2 separate regions of the Mus musculus genome follow, and region 2 is linked to region 1. A link is a contact called in public HiChIP or PLAC-seq data. All regions are on one chromosome and are shown on one strand. Each heading gives the region's core, a stretch centred on a gene start, on an enhancer-like site or on the middle of the called end of the contact. The rest is flanking DNA. Distances are from core to core; before and after follow the strand shown.

Region 1 (7,490 bases), core at 2,545-5,044:
ATGTGGGGTCTGGGAGTTGAACCCAGGTAGCTAAGCTTGCATAGCAGGCACCTTACCTACTCAGCCAGGTCAGCAGTGCCCCACTCCCGTTATGCTTTTGGAATCCAGACTTCATCAGACAACAGGGCTGTCCCTGAAATGGCAGAGACCCTCCTGACTCAGCCATGTCAGTGTTAGAATCCCAGGTGCAAGCCACTGTGCTCAGCTCCCACCAAGCCCACACTCACTGTGTTTCTGGCTCATGTATGTCTCTCTCCTGGTCTCTTAACGTTCATATTTATATCTAATTTAAAGCCTTCATGGGTCTAGGGCTACACTTGGTTAGTAAGGTTCTGGTTTGGATCCCCCAAAATGCATTAACCGGGCATGATCTTGTATACCTATGATCCCAGAACTTGGAAGATAGGAGCAAGAAGAATCAGAAATTTAAGGTCACCCTCAACCTCAAAGAGAGCTAAAGGCTAGCCTGGGATACGTGACACTCTATTTTTCGTTTTTTCTTCTGAGACAGGGTTTCTCTGTGTAGCCCAAACTCAATCTATAGACCAGGTTGGCCTCAAACAGAGATCCACCTATCCTTGAGTGCTTGGAATAAAGGCATGTTCCATTGCCACTTGGCTATGACACTAAATGAATGGATCAACTGAAACCTGTGTGTGTGCATGCATGCATGTATGTACATGTGCATCTTCGAGAGTGCGTGTGTTTGTGTGTGTCTGTGTGTTTCCCGTGTGTTTACCTGTGGAGGCCAAATGACACCAGCTACCTTCAACAATCACTCCTCTATTTCATTCTCCCTCATTCTTAAAAAAAAAAAAAAATCAGTACTTTGAGAATTTTGTATAACTATTTTGATCAAATTCATGCCTTCCCCTACAGATCCAATCCTTACTACCATAATTGAGACAGAGTTTGTAGCTCGTTAACTCCAAAAGACTAGCCAGCTAGTAAGCCTCCCAGATTTTTGTAAGCACAGCGGAGCTTGGCTTTCCTTGGGTACTGGGGAGCCAAATCCAGGTCTTCCTGGTGGCAAATGAGCTATCCTCTTAGTTCGTAAAACCTACCTTATTAACCTCTAACACTGCCTCATACTAACTATTCCTGAAATTCTTTTTGGGCACGCGCGTCCGCGGAGGCCCAGCCTGTGAGCATTCTGGAACTGGCTGCAAGGGTTGTTAAACATGAGCCTGCGGAAGCAACCCCCTAGCGACTTCTTAAAGCAGATCATCGGACGGCCAGTTGTGGTGAAATTAAATTCTGGCGTGGATTATCGAGGGGTCTTGGCCTGCCTGGATGGCTACATGAATATAGCCCTGGAACAGACAGAGGAGTATGTAAATGGACAGCTGAAGAATAAGTACGGAGATGCGTTCATCCGTGGAAACAATGTGCTGTACATAAGTACACAGAAGAGGTGGATGTGAGACACCAGGAGGCACTGCTCTTCAGAGATGGACAGATGAAGTGGTTTTGGTTCTCTTACCATCTTAGTTGGCCTGTTTTCATGGTGGCTGGTGGGAGTTTGTTTGTTTGTTTAATTGACATTGGAATAAGATAGAGGTATTGCATTACAGATTGACTCTTAAGTTTTTCACACACACAAAAAAAGAAATTCTTTTCTGTTGCTTTGCAGCATAGTAAAATAATAATAATTAATAATAATAATAATAATAATAATAATAATAAATGTAGCACTTAGGAGGCAGAAGCAAGAGATTCCCTAAGTTCAAGGCCAGCCTGGTCTCCACAGAGAAACTCTGTCTTGAAAAAACAAAACAAAACAACCCAACAAAGCAAGAAGATAGAAGGAAGGAAGGGAGGAAGGGAGGGAGGGAGGAAAGAAAAGAAAGGGAGAGAGAGAGACAGACAGACAGTGAGCCCCAGGTTCAAACTGGCTGAGCTGTGGTACTTCATATCTATAACACCAGTCGGGAGGCAGAAGCAGAAGGGCAGCCTTGAGTCCCAGGCCAGCCTGGGCTACAGAGGAAGATCCAATCTTAAAAAACCCAAGACAAAGAAAGCATCCTGTGGTGGCCTAAGTCCCCATCAGGCTACCACAGCAGCAGTGCACTGTTGCTGATACCCTAGCACAGTGCCTGTCCTGTAAGACACACTGCACATCTGACAAGGGCTTAGTGCAGGACTGTCCAAAGGAACAACGGACTCAGCTGAGCAACAGAAGTTGAAAGTGCTGGGTTTTATTTAGTTCACATAGGAACTAAATCAGATCTGCTTCTGAGTTCTTCTCTGTCTAATCTCCTCTCCGTGTCGAGTAGCCATCTTTACTTGAAACCCAAGAGGAAGACCTGGAATAGGAAGTGGCTTGTTGAATAAAAGGTCTAAGTTTAAAGTGAGTATCAGCCCTTAGGTTTTCCCCTAGTGTGGCAAGATGGGTTGAAGTACGCTTCCACTGATGCCGACAGCGAAAAGAACAGCTGAATTAGAAGAATGAATGTGTGTGGGGGGTGTGGGGTGTGGACTGGGAGCATCTGCTGAGGGGATCCCCGAGAGTGGCACACTGAACAAAGGTGCCCTTACTCTAGGATACGACACCACTCGCTCCCTATACTAGATAAAGCTTGGCCCTTGGGGCAGGGGAAGCCCCCGGTTAACATCTATTTTTCTTCTTTTCCCTCTTTCTCTGGGTCTCGTGGACCTCATGCCAACTCTGAAATCCTGATGCTTCCGCCTGTACTGCCTGTGTCCCCATGATCAAATTTATATTTGATATTTTGAAACAGGGTCCCACAATGCACACCAGGCTGGTCTTGAACATCTGACTTTTGCCATGGCTTAGATTTCAGAAGCATGCTACTATGTTCAGCTTCCGATTTGATTTTTGGAGATAGGATCTCACTATGGAGTTCTGCATAGGCTTATTCATCATCTTCTGGTTTTAGCAACAAGTATTAGGATTTAGGTGTGTGCCATCATGCCCAGCTATTGGTGATGTTTGTTTGTTTGTTTGTTTTTGATTTTTCGAGACAGGGTTTCTCTGTATAGCCCTGGCTGTCCTGGAACTCACTCTGTAGACCAGGATGGCCTCGAACTCAGAAATCCGACTGCCTCTGCCTCCTGAGTGCTGGGATTAAAGGCGTGTGCCACCACACCCAGCTGGTTATGTATTCTTATGGCAACTCTCCCAACATGCAGGCGCATTGGCACCTTACTTGCCTAACAAATTCCTCTAACCACAGACAGTAGATCTTTCAGTTTTGTCTGAAAAAGAAAAACTTACTTAAATAGCTAGTATGGGTTTCATATGGACATGGCAGTGTAGGGAACTGAGAATCTGTGGCTAGAGAAAAGGGCTGTATCTAGGGTCAAACTCTGGCGCCATCATTTAACAAGTGAACACTCTGTGATTCCTCACTTGTCAACAGAAATGAAACCTGCTTTAATGTTATAAAATTACTGGTATTAAGAGGCTCAAACAGGAAAAATGTGGTATGAACATGAATCACAGCTGTTTATGGTTATTTCAGGAAAAGCAGGTTTGGCAGAGTCTGCCCAGTCAGAACAAAGAAACTGATCATGGGAGCAGCAAATGTTAGACCCCTGACCTTAAGCTGGAGCGCAGGGTGGGACAGAAAGCAGTGTTGTCTACTCAGGGAACTAGGGGTGGGTGGGGTTCCTAAATCCAGCTTCCTCCAGAGGTTGCACTGGTTATCCTTTTGTTTTGAGATGTGATGGAAACTTGGAATCTACAGGGAGAAGGGTTGGGAGTCTGACCAATGAGTTCTGGCCCAGCAATGGCTAGTCATGTGACGTATACAAGCCTTGTGTGTAGAAGAAACAAGGAATGGGATATGTGACTCACACTGTACTCTGCGCTCTAGCAGCTGAGGTAGGAGCATTGTAAGAGTGACAGGCTGTCTCTGAAAATTAAAGCAAAAAATAAATAAAGGCCAGAGTCTTCCATGGAGAGTTACTGAAGAGTGACAGTGAGGCCTGGCAGGTGAGGGTCGTACTGTGCGGGCAAGCTTGCAAACCTAACTGAGATCCTGGGAGCTCACAGCGCCAACACCCGCAGGCTGCAGAGGCACACGCCTGCAGTCACCTGACCTGGGAGGCTAGCAAGAAGGATCACTGCAGCCCAAGAGTTTAAGACCATCTTGGGCGACATAATTATGCTCAAATTCAACAAGCTAAATCAAACAAATATAGTGCATATAAAAATGTAATATAGTACCTAACACACAGTGAGCATTAGCGATACCATGTCACTCAGTTCCAGGGGAGCCGATGCCCCCTTCTGGCCTCGATACATAGCCACGCAGGCAGAACACCAGCACCCAGCAAATGAAGAGAAAAGGAGCATGCTAGCTGGGTATGGTGATGTACACTTGTAATCCAACTCTCAGAGCTGAATCTAGAGGTCAAGGACAGTCTGTCTCAAACAAACCAACCCCTTCCCCCATCCACAGAACAAACCAACACAACAAAGAGAACCTGTGGTTATCTCAGGCATCACACAGTGACTGTTTTGACGAGCCACCACTTTACCTGTGATGCTGAGCTAGGAAAGTGAGCAGGGATCTGGGGCTAAGAGAGAAAAAAAATCAAAATCACATTTCCTGGTAAAAAGATAGGCCAGGAGAAAATCAAATTTATAAGCAGAGTTCTTAAATAGCTGAAGATTCTCAAAGCAAGGGACCCCATGGCACATTCTAAGAGGACATCCACCTAAGCAAGTATGTCCCTCTGCAGCTACAGAGCCAATCCAAGCCAAGATGTCCAGGGTTTGTTTTGGTTTTGAGACAGAGTCTTGGACTGTAGCTCAGGATGGTCTTAAACTAAAAATTCTCCTGCACCAGCCTGTCAAGCACTGGGGTTACAGGTATGCACCCCCACACTGGGCAGCTCGTTCCTTGGAGTCATTGGATGGTATGCCTACAAGTGTGTTCACGGAAGCCAGGACTAGGGCACAGCCAAGAACGGTGGGATGCTTACAGAACTTAAACAACGTTACTGCCCATTCACTGCTCTGACAAATGAGGCTGGGGTGTAGCTGAGCACCTGACTGCTGTTTTGAGTGTTTTTGAAGCCTCAGGCTGGACTTCCATCACAAAGAGACAGGGGGAATAGGACAGAGAAAAAGCGGCTTTGACAAAGCCAGTCCAGCAGGGCCTGCTTACAGAGTCAGACAACCATGACAAGGAACGTGTCACCTTCAGTAGACAAAGTCCTAACTAGTGAAGGTGAGTTTTCTGCTCCTACAAGAAAGTGAAGTTAAATGGTTGTTTGCTGTTGTTGAGTTTTTAAAAAATACTTTTATGTGTGTGGGCATTTTGCCTTGCATGTATGTCTGTGTGCCATTTTGTGCTTAGTGCCAGAGGAGGGCACATCAAATGCTGTGAAACTGAGTTACAAGTTGCGAGCTGCCACGTCAGTGCTGAGAATCAAACCTGGGTCCTCAGAGGGGACAGTTAATGTTGTTAACCACTGCTTCCTCTCCCCAGCCCCGCTGTTTTTTGATACAGGGTTTCATATACCCCAAGGAGACCATGAACTTTTAGTCTTCTCGCCTCTATCTCCCAAGTGCTGAGATTACAGGTCTGTGCCAATATGTCTGCTGTATTCAGTGCTGGAATCAAACCCAGGGCTTTGTGCAAGCTAAGCACACACTCAGTCAAACTGAGCTATACCCTCAGCTCCAATTCTATTTTTACCTTTTTGTTGTTGTTATTTTTCAAGACAGGATTTCTCAGTGTAACCAGCCTTGGCTGTCCTGGATTTGCTTTTAAGCCGGGCTGGCCTCAAACTCAGAGATCTGCCTGCCTCTGCTTTCTGAGTGCTAGGATTAAAGGCATGTGCCACCACTGACCAGTTTCTATCTGTGTGTGTGTGTGTGTGTGTGTGTGTGTATGTCAGAAGACAGACAGCTGGGGTTTCATTCTGTGGTCTTCCCCAGCCAGGAACTTGCAGGAACTTGCTATGTAGACCAGGCTGGCCTCAAACTCAGATATTTGCCTATTTCTCCCTCCCAAAAAAATGAGGTTTAAGTTGTGTGCCACCATGTCTGGCTCTATTTTTACTTATTTATTTATTTTTATTTTTGTCTTTCCCTGTGTAGCCTTGACTGTCCTGGAACTCAGAGATCCGCCTGTTTCTATGTCCAGAGTACTGGGACTAGCATCTATTTCTATTTTTATATAGGGTCCAAGAGCTAAGCTGCCTAGGATGGCCTTGAACTCGTGACCTTCCTGCCTCATCCTTTCAGGTAGCTGGTTTTACAGGCCTATACCACTACACCCTATAAGACTAGACTATTTTTAACTGTTGAAGTCTCACAGCAAACTATTCATGAGCTGCTTGCTAAGTGTAGCTGTAGTGTGCTTTTGTAGAAAATTCTACTGACACAAAACTACAATAGTCAGTTCCCATGTTGTCTATGGCTGCCTTTGGTCAACCATGGAAGAGCTGAGTAGCTGCAACAGACTGTTGCCCACAAAGCTAGAAATAATGGCTTTCTGACACTTCCAGAAAAAGTTTGCTAACGGCTGCCATGAAGGCCTCGGGTAAAGTGCAGAACTGTTGAAGGAAAGTCCCACCTGCCCCACCCACTGTCCCACCCACTGTCCCTTTTTGCTCTAAAAGGTTTATTCCGAATGAATTCAGGGCTGAAGGGTCATGTGGCATATCCGCTAAAGCTCTTGCCAGTCACAGGTTAGCTCACACACACTAGGAACTGCAGCATTTGTTACATTTAGACACTATACCTGTAAGAGTGAGTTAGGGTTAAAGAGTTATTTTCCTTGTGTTTCATGTACTGCAGGCACAGAAATGTAGGAACTATAATGCTCCAATTTAATACAAAAATCAGTACAGAAACCTGCCAGTTCTTAGAGGCTCATCAGGGGGCAAGTACACTGGTGGACAAATACTCCTGGAGAAGCCGAGCAAGCGGGTTCCTGAGTCCTGAGGGCAAGAGCTGCCTCACTTCTGAGAGCAAAAGTCACACTGGCTCAGAGGGCAGACAGCAACACCCAGGACTGTCTGTTTCCATGGCAGAGTGTATGCAGAGATCAAAAAATCACCAACAGTGTGAATAGCTATTTCAGGGGCACAAAAGTGAGCTGGACAATGAGTTTCATTCAGCTCCTCACAGGGTTCAAAGAGAAAGCCTTCTTTGAAGGGTCCTGTGGCATATCCACTAAAGCTCTTGCCAGTAACAGGTTAGTTCACACACACTGGGAACTGCAGCATTTGAGTTCTCTGATCACCAAAGTATCGCACACTACTGAAGATAGGGCCTTTGTGGCTGCTGTCCTGCATCTCAGCTCATGAATACTTTGGAAATACCAAGATTCATGGTCCATGCACCACAGATGTGATGTGGGCAGCCCTCATATAGGACAGAGCACAGGTTCACACACCCTTCCCTGGAATCCCGACTACTTACATTTCTGAAGTCCAGTGTTCATCTGCGTGTGAGAAAGAAGCTGAAGGGACAGGTCACCTGGTCCTGGGAGACAGGCTAGCATGGC
Region 2 (7,490 bases), core at 2,067-4,566, 48 kb before region 1:
CTATGTCCTGTGCACACCTGTCACCTTGCCACCTGTGCATTTATTGTAGTTGATCCTTTTTATAGAAAGCAGCAGACATTTCAACTAGAAATTTGTTTGTTGCTTTTGAGGTAGAGGCTTCCTGTATAGCCCTGTCTGGGCAGACTACCTGCCTCTGCCTCCTGAGTGCTGGGATTAAAGCTAACCCTCCATTCTCTCTGACCTAGCTAGGATGCAGTCATAACTTCCTGCCTGATCTCTCTGGTCCTACCTTTCTTCACTCCTCTGTCTGGTTTCAGACCCAGGGACTAGGACCTGGGTGCATGTTTTACTTATCAAAGCAGACCTGGCCTCCAGGTTCTCCCAGCATCCCTCAGTCCCTACCTGGTTTACCCTGCCCTTGACCCAAAATTTTCCAGCCCAGGGGCTGGGCTGCCCTTTCCTCGGAGCCTCTTCCCTTTGTAGTCCAGACATTTTGATCTTCTCCTCCTCTTCCTCCTCCTTCTCTCCCGCCTCTTCCTTCCCCCCTGTCCTCCCCATGGCGCCTCCCCTGGCCTCAATCCTTAGGGCCTGTGAATTTGCCCAAGAGCAGCTTCCCAATAAACCTGCCTTTAATATAGTCTAATATGATTTAAACTGACTCATTTGACCAGTAGCAGAGAAATAACTTATCATTCATCATACAGTCAAGTTGAGTTTTATAGAATTCTAACTGCTCTCTACATCTTTTACTCCTGCCTGCCATGTGCCGGAAGTGACGTCATAGGCCACCAGGCCTTGCTTCCATCTGTTCTTCAGAATGAAGTGTGGACCTTTTCTCATGCCCTTAGGAGCCAGGACCTAGGCCCTTCCCTCACCGAGCGTTCTTGCCACCTCTCATGACCATCTGTCTCCCCTGCCTCTCTCTCTCTCTCCCATGTTTTATCTGCTCAACTCTGGGAAAATGCTGTTGCTCATAATGGCACACAGCTGTAATCCCAGAACTCGGTGTGCTGACACAGGGCTAGCTTGGGCTACACAGCAAGGCCTTGCAGCAGACTAACCCCAGTACTGTCCAAGTGGAATTGTGTGTTGTATGTGCCTATGGACCTGCTGCCATAGTTCTAGAACTGTGACATTCCTGCATTTACTTATATGCTCAGAGCCATGGAACTTGCTCAGTCATTGTTGGTTGACTGAGTGTATACATTCAATGTCCCTTGGAAATACATAAATGCCAGGTTCAAACCTGGGTACTGTGTTTTATCTTTTTATATATTTATTTTCGAGACTATCTCACAAAGCCATAGGCTGGCCTAGAATTCCTCATATAGCCCAAGGCTGGCCTTGAATTTATGGTAAATCCTGCCTTAGCCTCCCAAGTACAGGAATGACTGACATGAGCCATTCTGCTTACTTTATTTATTTTGACTGGGGCTGTTTTGGAGGAAGTGTCTAGGAGTCAGCTCCAGGGCCTCACACACGCTAAGCAAGCACTCTTACATGTAAGCTGGAAGCCCAGCTCCTAGCACTCCTGTGAGCTGTAATGGGGGAGATAATCTCCCAGGATATACACTTTCACAATGCTGGACCCTACGGTGGGCTTTTAAAGTATGACTTTGATTCTAAATTGTTTATTGAGGGACCCTGACCCAGAGTGACTAAGTAATTTGCTCAGGATGAAAGGTGACAGCAGAGGCAGAAAAGCTGGTCTTCTTGGCTCCCAAGCCAGTGTGCCTTGCTGGCTAAGGAGACACATATCCTAAGCTAAGTACCCTATGCCACAGCTCCAAGGCCAAGCCCTGAAACTAGATTCAGCTCCTGCCTTATCCAGTTGTCACCCCCAAAACATTTGCTTTTAATCCCCACCTTGCGGATTCCTCACTTCTGATTTCCTTTCTTTGATCTTGATGCAGGGCCTCCCCTGTGGCGCTCAAATCCTAAAGCTATTCCAGTAAAGGCCTGTGCCTAGGCCAGGCTCAAACTGCACTGGACTCCTTTCCTCCTGTCACTCTAGCAGGCTTTATGCAAGGCTGAAGCCTGTTTGCCTTCCACTAATACTCCTAATAGATGTTGACAACATCAGCTGTTTGGGAGGGAAAACAGGAAGGATCAACGAGAAGTGGGATTTGGAGAGATAGTCTGCCTCTTTGTCCAAAGAGGACAGAGGGGAGCGGTGATCAAGGCAGTCGGTCCAGAGCTCCTGTGGCAGAATGAAGATGGTAATAGCTTGAAAGGAAGAGAAAAGCATGTGGTCTCTTCGTTGGGACAGGTAGCAGGGACCTAACTCAAAATGCACATTTATTTGTAGAGGATCCTCCTTATCCTGCAAAACCCCTCCCTTCCTTTGAGGCCCAGAGGACAGGCACTAGAGCAGCCAAAAGAATGTGTGTGGAGGGACAAAAAAAAAAAAAAAAAAGCCGGTCAGTGGTGGCGCATGCCTTTAGTCCCAGCACTTGGGAGGCAGAGGCAGGGGGGATTTCTGAGTTCAAGGCCAGCCTGGTCTACAGAGTGAGTTCCAGGACAGCCAAGACTATACAGAGAAACCATGTCCCGAAAAAAAACGAAAAAACAAAACAAAACAAAACAAAAGGTGTGTGGAGGGAAGAAAGAAAGAAAAAGGAAGAGAGAGCGAGAGCGAGAGAGCGCGAGAGAGCGAGCGAGAGAGCGAGAGAGCGAGAGAGCGAGAGAGCGAGAGAGAGAGAGAGAGAGAGAAAGAGAGCGAGCGAGAGAGCGAGAGAGCGAGAGCGAGAGAGAGAGAGAGAGAGAGAGAGAGAGAGAGAGGAGAGTGCAAGAGAGGCCAGTGAGCCCTGTTCTGGGAAATGTCTCCTAGCTAGGCACTTGGAGGTGATTATGATGTCACTTGTGGAATACTCAGACGCTTTCCCACCCTCAAGGTCAATGGAACTGGCCGCCCAGCCCTGGAGCCCAGATGAGCATTGGGCCAAGGGTTCTACCGAACCCTAGCGCCTTTGGGGCGGTAGCCCAGGCCAGAGGTTGCAGCCTAATGCTCAAGAGCTGAGCCTGGGTCGGGAGGAAGCCAAGTCAAGCAAACTTCCAGAGCCACGCCCAGCCACGCCCCCATCCTTCTGCCCCGCCCCTTACCAGTTCTCTCGGTTCTCTCAATTTTGCGGCCAGACCTTTCCTCAGTCCATCTTTTAACCGTTATTGTCGTCCTGACCCACATCGCTGTCAGCCCAGTTCTTCCACAGGACCCTACCTCGCAGAGTTCAACGTTGAACCTCAGCTTGGTCGAGCCCTCGGCCCAGCTGTAAGCTCCAGTCCAGCCCCTAGCTCCGCCTCATGCTTGCCCAACCCCCCGCCCGCCTCCCCCCCTCAGGTCTTCCAGCCCGGGTCTAAGCGTCAGTCGGGTTCTTCATCCGGGATCTCCAGCTCCTTCCAGTCCCTTCGTCACACCCTTAACGCCAGTACGGGCTTTTACCTTTACCTTACAGACCCAGCACTCAGTCCCATACTTAGCACCTTGCTGGTCCCTGCTTCTAGAAAACTCTAGCCCAGAGCCCCGCCCACAACAGTTGCTGGCCCCGCCCCTTCCAAATTCAAGCTCTAGCACCAGGACCGCCACGCCTTCTGGAGGTTAGCCAGGGACCAATCTTCATGAACGTATGTCCTTGCAGGTATCCTGGCTTTGCGTCTCCTTGGTGACAAGTCCCTCCTCCACTGTGTATAGTACACCCTAAAGCCCCCTAACCCCGGATCGCCAGACCCATCCCCCTCAGATCTACCCTTCAGATTTCCTCCCAATCCCTAGGCCCCACAGTGCCCTATTTTCCTGTTGAGAAAGTAAGGTGACTTACATTCGTGGTAACTCCATCCCAGTAGGAAACCTTCACGTTGCTCAAACACAGCGTCCACACTTCACTCGTATATCACACACGATGACGCCAAAAGTCTACACAGATCTAACATAAGAAGTACATGTGTGCGGGGTGGTGGTGGCGCACGCCTTTAATCCCAGCAACTCGGGAGGCAGAGGCAGGCTGATTTCTGAGTTCGAGGCCAGCCTGGTCTACAGAGAGAGTTCCAGGACAGCCAGGGCTACACAGAGAAACCCAGTCTCGAAAAACAAAAACAAAACAAAACAAAAAAGTATATGTGCAACTGTCCTATACATGCACCTCATGGGACTACACATTCGGGCAGGCCCCTGGGAGAACTGAGTATTGAGGTGACTTCTCACATGCACACTGGGTTAACCAACTCTGTACAAGACGATGTGAATGAATGAGAGCTGCTTCACAGATATCCCTCACGTCACATCTCTCAGTTTACCTCCAATCAGCTTCCAAAGCCAGAATAGGTGTACCTCAAAAAGCAGAGGATAGGCTGGCCATGGTGATGTTTGCCTTTAATCCACACACTTGCAGGTAGATCTCTGAGTTCGAGGCCAGCTTGATTTTCATCGTGAGCTCCAGGAGAGCCAAGATCAGGACTCAAAAAAAAAAAAGAGGGGGGGGGGTAGGGGAGAAAGCCGGATGTGGTGGCATGGGCCTGTGTGCCTTTGTTGGGAGGCAGAGGCAGGCAGATCTCTGAGTTTCAGGTCACCTGGGGCTGACCATGAAACCCTGTTTCAAAAATAAATAAATATAACCCCCTAGTAGTAAGGGTGGATTACTTCCTTAGAGTTGCTGGTCAGGGAAGCCTCTAGAACAATAGGGCTATTTACCACTGCTGTCAGCAACATTCCAAAACTGAATGGTAAGACCCTGTTGTTAATGATGTCATATGTGTTGGTTACAGGACTTGGGACTGAGCCAGAAGTGTCTGTACCAGTGGCCTGGCTCCTGTAGTACAGAAAGTGCAGTGAAGGATTTCTGGGGAGGATCATAACCCAAAGTCCTATTCAGAATTCTGAGTGTTTCATGATAGAAAGGTCACACAGCCGGTTCTGCAGGGAGATCAAACATTCTCCCCTTCAGGAAAGTTCCTTAAGCTCAGGAAGTAAACAACTCAAAGGCTTCAGGAAATCCCTGAAACTGAGCAGGTGTACTAGACCCCTTCTCCCCCAAGCATATTTAAGCAGTCAGGACTGCTTGAGAGACACTCTCAGACAAGCTGAGCTGGCTGGAAGCCCCTCTGATCTGCCCAGTTGTCCGCAGGCTGTGCAGTGTGCTCCTCATTTCCAGCTTTCATAAACTGTCACTCATACTGGAGTGGCTTTCGGTGATGCAGCCGTCTTTGAGTCATTTCTGCTTCTGTACGCAGCCCCTCACCCATATCCCTGTAAGTAACCCAATTAAACTCATTGCTTCTCCAAGTTGGACTTAGATATGTATCCTTTAGTCTACCATCAGTTCTCTATCTGGGACAAATAGATTGTCTCTCTAGGGACACAGTCACACAATACTTAGGTACATGGTAATTTTGAGGTCAGGCTGGCCTACAAGAGACCCTACCTCAAGAAGAAAGGGAGAGGGAGACAGAGAGGAAAGAAAACAGCAAGGAAAGGGTAGTTACTCAGATTTTAACCCAGAGAATCTAGAAGATATAGTTAGTCTCCAAAACCTGATCTCTGAGACGTCAGCCAGTGTGAGCCCTGTTTTAGGAGCCAGGAATGAACAGAATCCCCATAGGGGCTCCAATCCCCAAATCGCTACATGCCCCCACTACACCTATTATCTCTAGTAAGGACTCCAGCCTAGAAAATGCTAATAACGGGGCTGGAGAGATGGCTCAGCGGTTAAGAGCACTGATTACTCTTCCAAAGGTCCTGAGTTCAATTCCCAGCAACCACATGGTGGCTCACAACCATCTGTAATGGGATCTGATGCCCTCTTCTGGTGTGTCTAAAGATAGCTACAGTGTACTCATATACATAAAATAAATAAATCTTTAAAGAAAGAAAGAAAATGCTAATAATGGACTTTAATGCATAAGGCACAGTGTAAGGCTAAAATCATTAAGCATTTTTATACATGAAAGGCCCAGCAGGCTGAGCAAAAGCAGCAAGAACACTGCCCCTCACCAGGCACCCTGGAGAGCCCCAGAGGAACAGAGGGTCATCCAGTCTTTGGCATGGTGCCTGGGGGCAGCAAATGACTAGCATGGTCCCTGTCACCTTCTGGGGGGCACTGACATCAATGGATAGCTCTTTGGTCTGGAAAAAGTCAGTGCAAATGTCCAGGGGTTGAGTTCTGGAGCAGTTGCAGGTAGCACGGTACCCCGGAAATGGGAAGTCTCTGGACAGTCCTCACTGCTCAGGGACAACATGTGGCCTTTTTCTTGCTGGCAGTTAGGTACAGGTTTTTGTCATCGCTGTTGATGCCTGAAAAGGGATGGGAAATATATGAACCATGGATTGAAGGTAACCACCCCACCTCCGCTCTCTGCCACTGTTAACCAGGTGGTTAACTTACGAACAACATCTGCAATGTGCCGAGCCCCGGATTTCTCCAGCTCCGCCAGGACATTGGCCTCAAAGGTTAGTGCTGCCACACGGAAGAAGAATTCCCGGACATTCTCACCTGACATGAGGAGCAGAAACCTCAGGGGAACACTATAGAACACTGGACCAGGCTTAGATGCAGGAGGGAGAGGAGAGGTAGGCAGGTATGCACAGCAGAAGGCTGGAGCCCCAACTCACCAGTGAGGGAGGACACCGCCCAGTACTCGGCCTTAATCTCTTGGGCCACCTTGAGGGCATCCTTCTCCATTAGGGAATACTGAGCAGGAGTCTGTGGGAAAATCAGAGTCAGACCGGGGGTGGGTCCCCTCACCAAGGTGGGAAGGTCCTCCACTGGCACACTCACACTCAGGTCCTTCTTGGAACCCACAAGGAAGAGGAGCACGTTGGAAGGGTCGTTCTCCTTGAGGGCATCAGTGAGCCACTGCCTGCCACAGACGGATGGTGGATAGCATTAAAGACTGAGTGAGCCTGGCAGGCCCCGTCCATCCACTTTCCCATGTCCAGTTACGAGCTCTGGCTTTTCTCTCCACCCCAGCCCCCACCTCTGTTACTCCAAAGGACCCATCCCAGATTTCTATGCATTGTTGGCAAGTCCCTACCGCTGAGCTAGAGACAGCACTTAGATACATTCTCTTTTCCCAATTGATCCCAACTTCTTTCTTTCTTTCTTTCTTTTTTTTTTTTTTTTTTTTGGTTTTTCGAGACAGGGTTTCTCTGTATAGCCCTGGCTGTCCTGGAACTCACTCTGTAGACCAGGCTGGCCTCAAACTCAGAAATCCGCCTGCCTCTGCTTCCTGAGTGCTGGGATTAAAGGCGTGCACCACCATGCCTGGCTTTGATCCCCTTTTCTAAAACCTCCCTGGACTTTCCCATCCTGTTCTGGCATCCTCACATACTTGGTGTGTTCCAGGGATGCCACGTCATTCAGGTTGAAGACAATGATGATGGCTGAAAGAGTGACAGAAACAGCTGCAGACTGACAGGAAGATGAATGGATGGATGTCTTTGCCTTTTCCCTGTCCATCACCTCTCCTCAGAACACTGACTGATGTGCTCTTAGACTTCCTGCATTCCAGAGCCAAATCCCTACCTTGAGCTCCACGGT

Evidence for each region. HiChIP or PLAC-seq counts read pairs in DNA pulled down with a chosen protein or histone mark.
Region 2: a contact with region 1 is called in an H3K27ac HiChIP or PLAC-seq map of embryonic stem cells, with 5 read pairs. The contact joins the promoter of Proca1 here to the enhancer-like site in region 1. A contact is called at or near these places in 6 of 484 Hi-C or Micro-C datasets (the AML12 cell line, bone marrow-derived dendritic cells, stem cell-derived neurons and 3 more), 4 of 115 datasets of contacts at active chromatin or transcription factors (embryonic stem cells and microglia) and 3 of 9 other capture datasets (adipose tissue, liver and pancreatic islet).

The regions. Positions count from the first base shown.
Region 1 is chr11:78,143,130-78,150,619 of GRCm38.p6, reverse strand. It overlaps Fam222b (family with sequence similarity 222, member B), which reads right to left. Exons shown (of 3, transcript NM_145430.3): 2 at 7,406-7,490. The coding sequence starts at 7,487. It also overlaps the pseudogene Gm12571. Among named protein-coding and RNA genes, the nearest start is that of Traf4, 19 kb to the left of the region's middle. Within about 2 kb of position 3,794, at least 36 of the 459 cell types and tissues checked have an H3K27ac peak or open chromatin away from gene starts, as enhancers often do. A contact at or near this core is called in embryonic stem cells, where this site is marked.
Region 2 is chr11:78,190,528-78,198,017 of GRCm38.p6, reverse strand. It overlaps Proca1 (protein interacting with cyclin A1), which reads right to left and starts at 3,316. Exons shown (of 4, transcript NM_001368876.1): 1 at 3,064-3,316. The coding sequence starts at 3,145. Rab34 (RAB34, member RAS oncogene family) reads right to left here. Exons shown (of 10, transcript NM_033475.3): 5 at 7,476-7,490; 6 at 7,282-7,333; 7 at 6,729-6,810; 8 at 6,563-6,653; 9 at 6,336-6,443; 10 at 5,825-6,244. The coding sequence ends at 6,177.